Regions from separate parts of the Cricetulus griseus genome. Here region 2 is linked to region 1. The links are chromatin contacts, called in public Hi-C maps. All regions are on one chromosome and are shown on one strand. The core of a region is the stretch at or near the end of the contact, and the rest is flanking DNA. Distances in the headings are between cores, read along the strand shown.

What was found. A called contact is a pair of places that touch in the nucleus more often than the background predicts.
Region 2: a Hi-C map of fibroblasts shows a contact between it and region 1, with 3 times the contacts expected there. The contact joins the enhancer-like site here to the promoter of Tmem270 in region 1. A contact is called at or near these places in 4 of 8 Hi-C or Micro-C datasets (the CHK-Q cell line, the CHO-K1 cell line, fibroblasts and 1 more).

The regions. Positions count from the first base shown.
Region 1 is chr4:113,983,474-113,987,447 of CriGri-PICRH-1.0, reverse strand. It overlaps Tmem270 (transmembrane protein 270), which reads left to right and starts at 2,079. Exons shown (of 3, transcript XM_035444498.1): 1 at 2,079-2,186.
Region 2 is chr4:114,040,309-114,043,941 of CriGri-PICRH-1.0, reverse strand. No RefSeq gene overlaps it. Among named protein-coding and RNA genes, the nearest start is that of Claudin-4, 20 kb to the right of the region's middle. Within about 2 kb of position 1,336, at least 2 of the 6 cell types and tissues checked have open chromatin away from gene starts, as enhancers often do.

The sequences.
Region 1 (3,974 bases), core at 830-3,329:
ATCCTGTGTCAGGCTCTGGGCTCTGCATGGTTTTCTATTTGTCCCATGAAGTCATCGGTGCGTGGTGTACAGCTCTTTTGCTTTTTACTAAGAAAGGGGAGATAGTATCTTACTGTGGCTTTGATCCACATTCCTTCCCGATTACTAATGAGATTTGAGCATCTTTACACAAACCTGACGGTGCTTTCCATTTCTTTTGTTGTTAATTGATTTGCCCTGTGCTCTATCAGGTCCTTTGATTTAAAACAATGTTTTAAGACTTTTCTTTCTTCTTTCCTTTCCGTGGGTGTGGGAATACAAAATGACAAGGATCTCTCTCTCTCTCTCTCTCTCTTTCGAGACAGGGTTTCTCTGTGGCTTTGGAGATTGTTCTGGAACCAGCTCTTGTAGACCAGGCTGGTCTTGAATTCACAGAGATCCTCCTGCCTCTGCCTCCAGAGTGCTGGGATTAAAGGACAAGGGTGTCTCTTGTGGAAGTCAGAGGACAACTTGGGGCAGTGGTTTCTCTTTGTCCACCATTTGGGTCCTGGGGCTGGAACTCAAATTATCAGACTTGATATTAAACACTTTATCCAAGACCTCTGGTGTTCTGTTCATTCGTTCGTTCCTTCATTCCTTCCCAGTGGTGGGAGTGGAACATGGCGGCCATAATCTCTACCACTGGAGCTACCTTAAGCTTTCTGCAATTGGTTCTTTTCTTCTACCATGTGGGTGTCCAGGGTCGAACTCAGGTCAATGGGCTTGGTAGCAAGTGCCTTTACCTGTTGGCCTTTATTTTCTTCTCTTTTTTCCATTTTTTCAGACAGGGTCTCTCTCTCTCTCTCTCTCTCTCTCTCTCTCTCTCTCTCTCTCTCTCATTGTTTTTTGTTGTTTTTTGAGACAGGGTTTCTCAGTGTAGCCCTGGCTGTCCTGGAACTCATTATGTATAGACCAGGCTGGTTTCAAACTTGGAGATCCACCTGCCTCTTCCTCCCCAAGGCATATGCCACCACTACCTGGCTGAAACAGAGTTTCTTTATGCCCCCTTGGCTGTCTTGGAACTAGGCTGCAGACCAGGCTGGCCTCAAAATAATCAGAGATCCACCTGTCGCTGTCTCCCCAGTGTTAGGCTTAAAATCATGTGCCACCACGCCAAACTCCATTATTTTATACCTAATCTTTTCTTCTATTGTTTTCTGGAGCATACAAAATGATCCACATGCCATTATACATATTCATATGGAAACTTGTATGTTTTTCTTCTACAAATGGCTTTATCCAAGTCACACAAATAAAAATCATGTTAAAAAACTTGAAATAGGAGGGTGCAAGGGAGAAGAATCGGAAGTTAGCCTCAGATACAAAGAGGAATGGAGGCCAAGCTGGGTTCTTCTTCTCTTGTCTAACATGTGTAAGGACCTGGTTTCAACTCCCCCAGCTCTGACAAATAAAGAAGGGGTTAAATTAAGGGGAGACTGGACGGTGTGTGTGTGTGTGTGTGTGGGGTAACGGGTGGTAGAGCACGCCTTTAATGCAGCACTCGGGAGGCAGAGACAGGCAGATCTCTGAGTTCAAGGCCAGCCTGGTCTACAGAGTGAGTTCCAGGACAGCCAGGGATACACAGAGAAACCCTGTCTCGGAAAAACCAAAATAAAATAAAGGGTGGGGTGGGGGAAAGATTGTGAGTCTCATTATTTCTGGGTGGTTCCTCTTCTTGTAACCCAGGCATTGACAGGAAATGCACAAACAGTGCTCTCAGATGCTCCAAGAGGCTGTTTACCAAGAAACCGATTGGGCAAAAATCAGAAACTTTTCTCTTGCCTGTCGAGCGCCCTGCTGACCCCGTGGTGTTTCCCGCCCCCTCGCGGCAGCGTTGCAGTACTGCACCCGTGCGGAGCGCTCTGGGGATGCGATCATGCTTCTTTATCCGGGATCCCTGGCCTGGTGGTTCCTCGTTGGTTTCCTCGATGCTCCCAGCTGTTCATCCCTGGTCTTCTGTATGGGGGAAACTCCAAGACTGAGCACCACCAGCGTGCAATTCGTTCTCCATCCCGATGTTGATGGGGAGAGAGAAGGGGAAGGGAGGGAGGCGGGGGGGGGGGGGAGGTAAGGATGGGGAGTAGTGAGGACAGAAGGGTCTCAGTTGAGGAAGCTAAATTGGGGCTCCTTCTGCAGCAAATCTGCTACTCTCGGGCCCATCCTGGAAGGTAAGGCCATACAGATTCCATCTCCTCCACCCTTCTATTTTCCGTCTTCCCTCTCTACCTTCCCACCACCCATGACTGGCAGGTAAACTAGACTGATTCTGAATGTGGTCTGAGCTGTTTTCCCGGGGGTCTCTAGCCACAGGTTGCCTAAAGCCAAAACCTGCTACTAATACACCTGCTGGAAATGACTATCCTGAACTACTGGGATGAGCCTGTCTCTAACAAAAGCCAAATCAAAATTCAAAAGGCTAGGCGTGGTGACTCATGCCTGTCATCCCAGCTGTTGGGAAGTGGAGGCAGGAGGGTCTGGAATTCAAGGTCATCTTTTTCACTTCATAGCTGGTTTGAGACCAGCCTATGCTACCTGACACCCTCTCTAAAAACATAAATAAATAAAAAGAAAGAAAGATATACAGATAGACAGAGAACTGATCCTAGAGATCTGTGGTCACTATCCGATCTGTGATCTCAATGTAGCCAGATTTGAGCTGAGGTCTCAGAGGAGCAGGAGGGGACCTAAGGAAAGAGATAGTGGCTCATGTGGCAACTGGGTCCCCATGGTAACTAACCCCCCACCCTGTGGCATCTGTGAGGTCACCCTGCCTCTCCTGGCTGGAGGAATGGATGGAGGCCAGACATGGAGGCCGTTCCCCGGGTCAGATCCGGCCTCCTCGGAATTCTGCTGCAGGTTGGGAGTCTCTCTGCGATGGTAAGCATGGTGGGGATAGGAACCTATAGAGATTCAGTGTTTACTAGCCACCAGGGAATAACCAGTGAACTCCCAGAAGCCTCATCAGGAACTACTGTGGCATGGGTGTTTATCAGCAGTCTTCCTTCCCCTCCTCCCCCTCCTTTCTTTTCTCTCTTCCCCTTCCTTCTGTTTGTTTATTTATATGTATATCCATTTTGAGAAAAGTCTCATTGGGTAGCCCCGGCTGCCCTGGTACTTGCTATGTAGAGCAGGCTGGCCTTGAACTCCCAGAGATCTGCCTGCCTCTGCCTCCCTCAGTACTGAGACTAAAGATGTGTGCCATTACACCTGGTCCTTTCTTTCGTTCAAAAAGATTATATTTGACTGACTGACTGACTGACTGACTGACTGACTGACTGACTGATTGATTGACTCTGTGTGTGTGTGTGTGTGTGTGTGTGTGTGTGTGTGTGTGTGTGTGTAGTCAGTTCTCCTCTTCCACCATGTGGGTCCTGGGGATTGAACTCAGGCCATCAGGTTTAGCAGCAAGCCCCTTTACCTGCTGAGCCATCTCATGGGCCCACTTTCCCTTTCCTCTCCCTTCCCCTCCTCCCCCCTTCTTTCTTTCTTCCTCCCTCTTCTTATTTCCTTCTGGTGTTAATGTGTGTGGGTATGACATCCGTCCATGTGTGTGGGTATGACATCTGTACATGTGTGTGGGTATGATGTCCGTCCATGTGTGTGGGTATGACATCTGTACATGTGTGTGGGTATGACGTCCGTCCATGTGTGTGGGTATGACATCTGTACATGTGTGTGGGTATGACGTCCGTCCATGTGTGTGGGTATGACGTCTGTACATGTGTGTGGGTATGATGTCCGTCCATGTGTGTGGGTATGACGTCCGTCCATGTGTGTGGGTATGATGTCTGTACATGTGTGTGGATATGACATCTGTCCATGTGTGTGGGTATGACGTCCGTCCATGTGTGTGGGTATGATGTCCGTCCATGTGTGTGGGTATGACGTCCGTCCATGTGTGTGGGTATGATGTCTGTACATGTGTGTGGGTATGATGTCTGTACATGTGTGTGGGT
Region 2 (3,633 bases), core at 87-2,586, 57 kb before region 1:
CCAGGCTCTTAGGTGTCACTGAGCAGGTGAGAAAGGGGTGAGTCACACCTGCCTACCCCTCCCCCTTGGGAGAAACTCTCTCTCCCCAGGGCTAGGTTTCACCAAGCCATAAACAGGCCCTGCCCAAGATCACTTTCTTCCGTTTTCTGCCAGGTTCAACTGAACCCAGCCTGGGGGCTGCCAGGAAGCCTGGCCAAGGGCACTTCCTGGTTTCAGGCCGGATCCCTGAATCCCCTGGCCCACTCTAATCGCTTTCTTGTCCCCCTAGGTCCCCTCTGCCCCTACTGAAAGCTGAGTTTCCCACTGTTGGAATTTTCATTCTCTCTGGGGAGTTATGGAGGGCAGCTGGGGATGAAGAATCAGGAACTTAGTGAATGGGCCCAGGATGAGGCCAGGGTAGTTCTTTTCTTAAATTCGATTTATTTAGTTTAGTTAATGTGAGTCTTTCGCCAGTGTATATGTTTTGTATGTGTAAAAGTGCAAAATGTGCTGTCGGAGGTCAGAAAAGGGCGTCAGACCCTCTGGAGCTGGAATCACGGATGTGTTGTGAGCCACCAGGCAGGGGCGGGGCATCTCTCCCGGATTTTCTGGGGGTTACAGCTGGCGGGGTTTAAGCTCTTCCCTAGGTGAGCACGTAGGCAGGGCCTTCCATTCCAAAGTATCTCGGTGGGCGGAGTTTCCCAGTCTACCGGTAAACCGTGTGGGCGGGGCTTCTGACCTTATTGTAGGGGGGCCTATCAGATTCCATCAGGAGGATGTTGGCAGGGCCATCTAGAGACTAGATGGTGTGGGCGGGGCTTCAGTTCCTGTAGCGAATCTATAGGTGGGGCTCTCCACCCATCTTGAGCGTGTGGGAAGGGTCTCCGTCTTTTAGGGGTGGAAGCTGCTGGGGAAAGATGTAAAGTTGCCATCATCCTAGCGGCTCCAACAGCTTCTCCCTCTTTCTTCTTCTTCATCCAGGCGTACACTCCTCCTCCCGACGCTACATCAGGACTAGCTTGAAAGGACTCTGCCCAGCTGGGTCCCCAGGGTGGCGGTATTCCACAAGACCAAGCAGAGGTCGTTTGGTGTGTGCAGTGAGTTGGGGGGTGAGGTGGGGCAGTGAGGTGAAGGCGCTTGCCACTGAGTTCGGTTTCCAGAAATCACAGAGTAGAAGAAGAAAACTTCAGTGGTTGTTTTTTGACCTCTACATGCATGCATGCATGCCATGGCATTCTCATGCGCGCACGCACGCACACACACACACACACACACACACACACACACACACACACACACACACACACTTTATAAATAAGCAAGCTGATCGAGCTGCAGCGACTCTCACCTCCACTAGGGGTGCTCTCGTGTCCAGAGCCACAGTTCCCCCACCAGGAATGGATGGGCTCTTCTTTCCATTCAGTCTCCCGGGATCTCATATTTCTGTCTCAGGTTGGCCTTTTCAGACTATGTCAAGGCTCGGTCATACTTGCTATTCCCTCCGCAGACAACTAAGGTGTACTGGACCCAGCCTCAACATCCAGTCAGGCAGCATGAGAGGACAGACTCAGATCTCTAGCACTCCACAACTGTTACCTTTTTTAAACGGAAGAGTCCCACCTCTGGTTCTCTACATAGGCAGCCAATTTGGAGGTGTTTTAGCATCCTGTTCCAACGGCTGTATCTCTCCATCCTCCAGTGTTATATGAGATTTTCAAAATTTCTATCAAACTTTGTGGAAGCTGCAGTTCTCCCTAACAAACAGGAGAGGGCGACTCTAGCAAGAGACACAGTTGTCCAGGACCAATCTCTGGCCCTGGAGAAAGAAGCCAGTGGGACAGGCAGTTGAGGTTGATGTGATCAGTGTCACCTAGGATAGGAGATATTCACTCTCACTCTGAAGTTTGTTTTAAGATTTTATTTTTTCCGGGCGTTGATGGCACACACCGTTAATCCTAGCACTCGGGAGGCAGAGGTAGGCAGATCTCTGTGAGTTTAAGGCCAGCCTGGTCTGCAGAGTGAGTTCCAGGACAGCCTCCAGAGCAATACAGAGAAACACTGTCTTGAAAAATCAAAAAAGAAAAAAAAATATTTTTGCCTGGTGTGGTGATGCACACCTTTAACCCCAGCACTCCAGAGGCAGAAGCAAGTGGCTCTCTTGAGTCTGAGTCCAGTTTGGCCTACATAGTGCCACCCTGTTTCAAAATTTTTTATTTTTAGCTGGGCAATGGTGGAGCACACCTTTAATCCCAGCACTTGGGAGGCAGAGGCAGGTGAATCTCTGTGAGTCTGAGGCCAGCCTGGTCTACAAGAGTTAGTTCTTGGACAGCCAAGGATACACAGAGAAACCCTGTCTTGAAAAAAAAAACATATTTATTTATTCGTGGTACAGGAAGGGCCTCATGAATGCTGAGTAGGCATTCTACCATAGCCCCATCCCTATTTTTTAAAAAGATATAACTTAATTTATTTTATTGTATTTTCAAACTTATGGGTATGGATGTTTGCCTACATTTATGTCTTGCACCAGGTGGGATGTGGCTGGGGCCCTTGGAGGACAAAAGAAGGTGTCAGATCCCCTGGAACTAGAGTTACAGACAGTTGTGAGCTTCTGTGTGGTGCTGGCACTTTTAACACAGGTCCTCTGGAAGAGCAATCAGTGAGCTTACCCACGGAGCCATCTCTCCAGGCTCTTGAGATTGTATTTTAATTTCTCCTATCCCTTTCCTCCCTCCAAACCCTCCCATAAAACCTTGTTTTCTCTCCTTCAAATTCATGGCCTCATCATCAATTGTTATTGAATATATATAACATATGTGTGTATGTACATATACATACACACATATATATTCCTAAATACAACCTGTTGTGTGTATATAATGTTACTTGTATTATGTATTCTGCTGGGGTCAGCTTGGGCATAGTGATATCTTACAAACAGATTTTATTGGAACTGATGCTTGTTGTAGTTATACCTCTTGGCTTTGGTGACCAATGGCCCTGAGTCTAACCCTGAGTAAGTCACTTTAATATTCTAAACAATAAGGGCAGGAGAAGTGGCTAAGTGGTTAAAAGAACCGGCAGTTTTTATGGAGGGCCTGGGCTTGATTTCAAGCACCAGCGTGTCAGCTCTCATCGTTCTCTGACTCTGGTGTCTGGGGATCCGATACTGTCTTCTGGGCTCTGTAGGCATTGCATGTGTACGTGGTGCACAGACATGCATGCCAGCAAAACACCCATAGGCATAAAATAAGAAATATGCATAAAAAGAAAGCTCTCAGCATTGGAATTGGGTATGTTAACAGGATGTGTGATAATAAAACAAAATCAAATCTGGGGCTTATAGCCATCTAGCAGAAATCCACTAAGGAAATAACTTTGAGGCAGCAGACTGGAATTACTGATACAAAAGAGGCCCTGGCTTCCAAGTTTTATTTTTTTTTTAAAGAAATGAAAGCCCATAGAAGTGATGTAAACAAAGCAGGAGCCCATAGCATCTAGCAGAAACTAATGGGGGAGGCTGAGACAGTCAGCCAGCTGAGCTTCCTTCCCACACCTCAACTTCAGGTTTCTGTCTCCCACTGCTGGCATGTTTATACCATGGTAGAGGCACGAGTAACCTTGTTGCTTACTTTCTAACTGTTGTTAAAGATA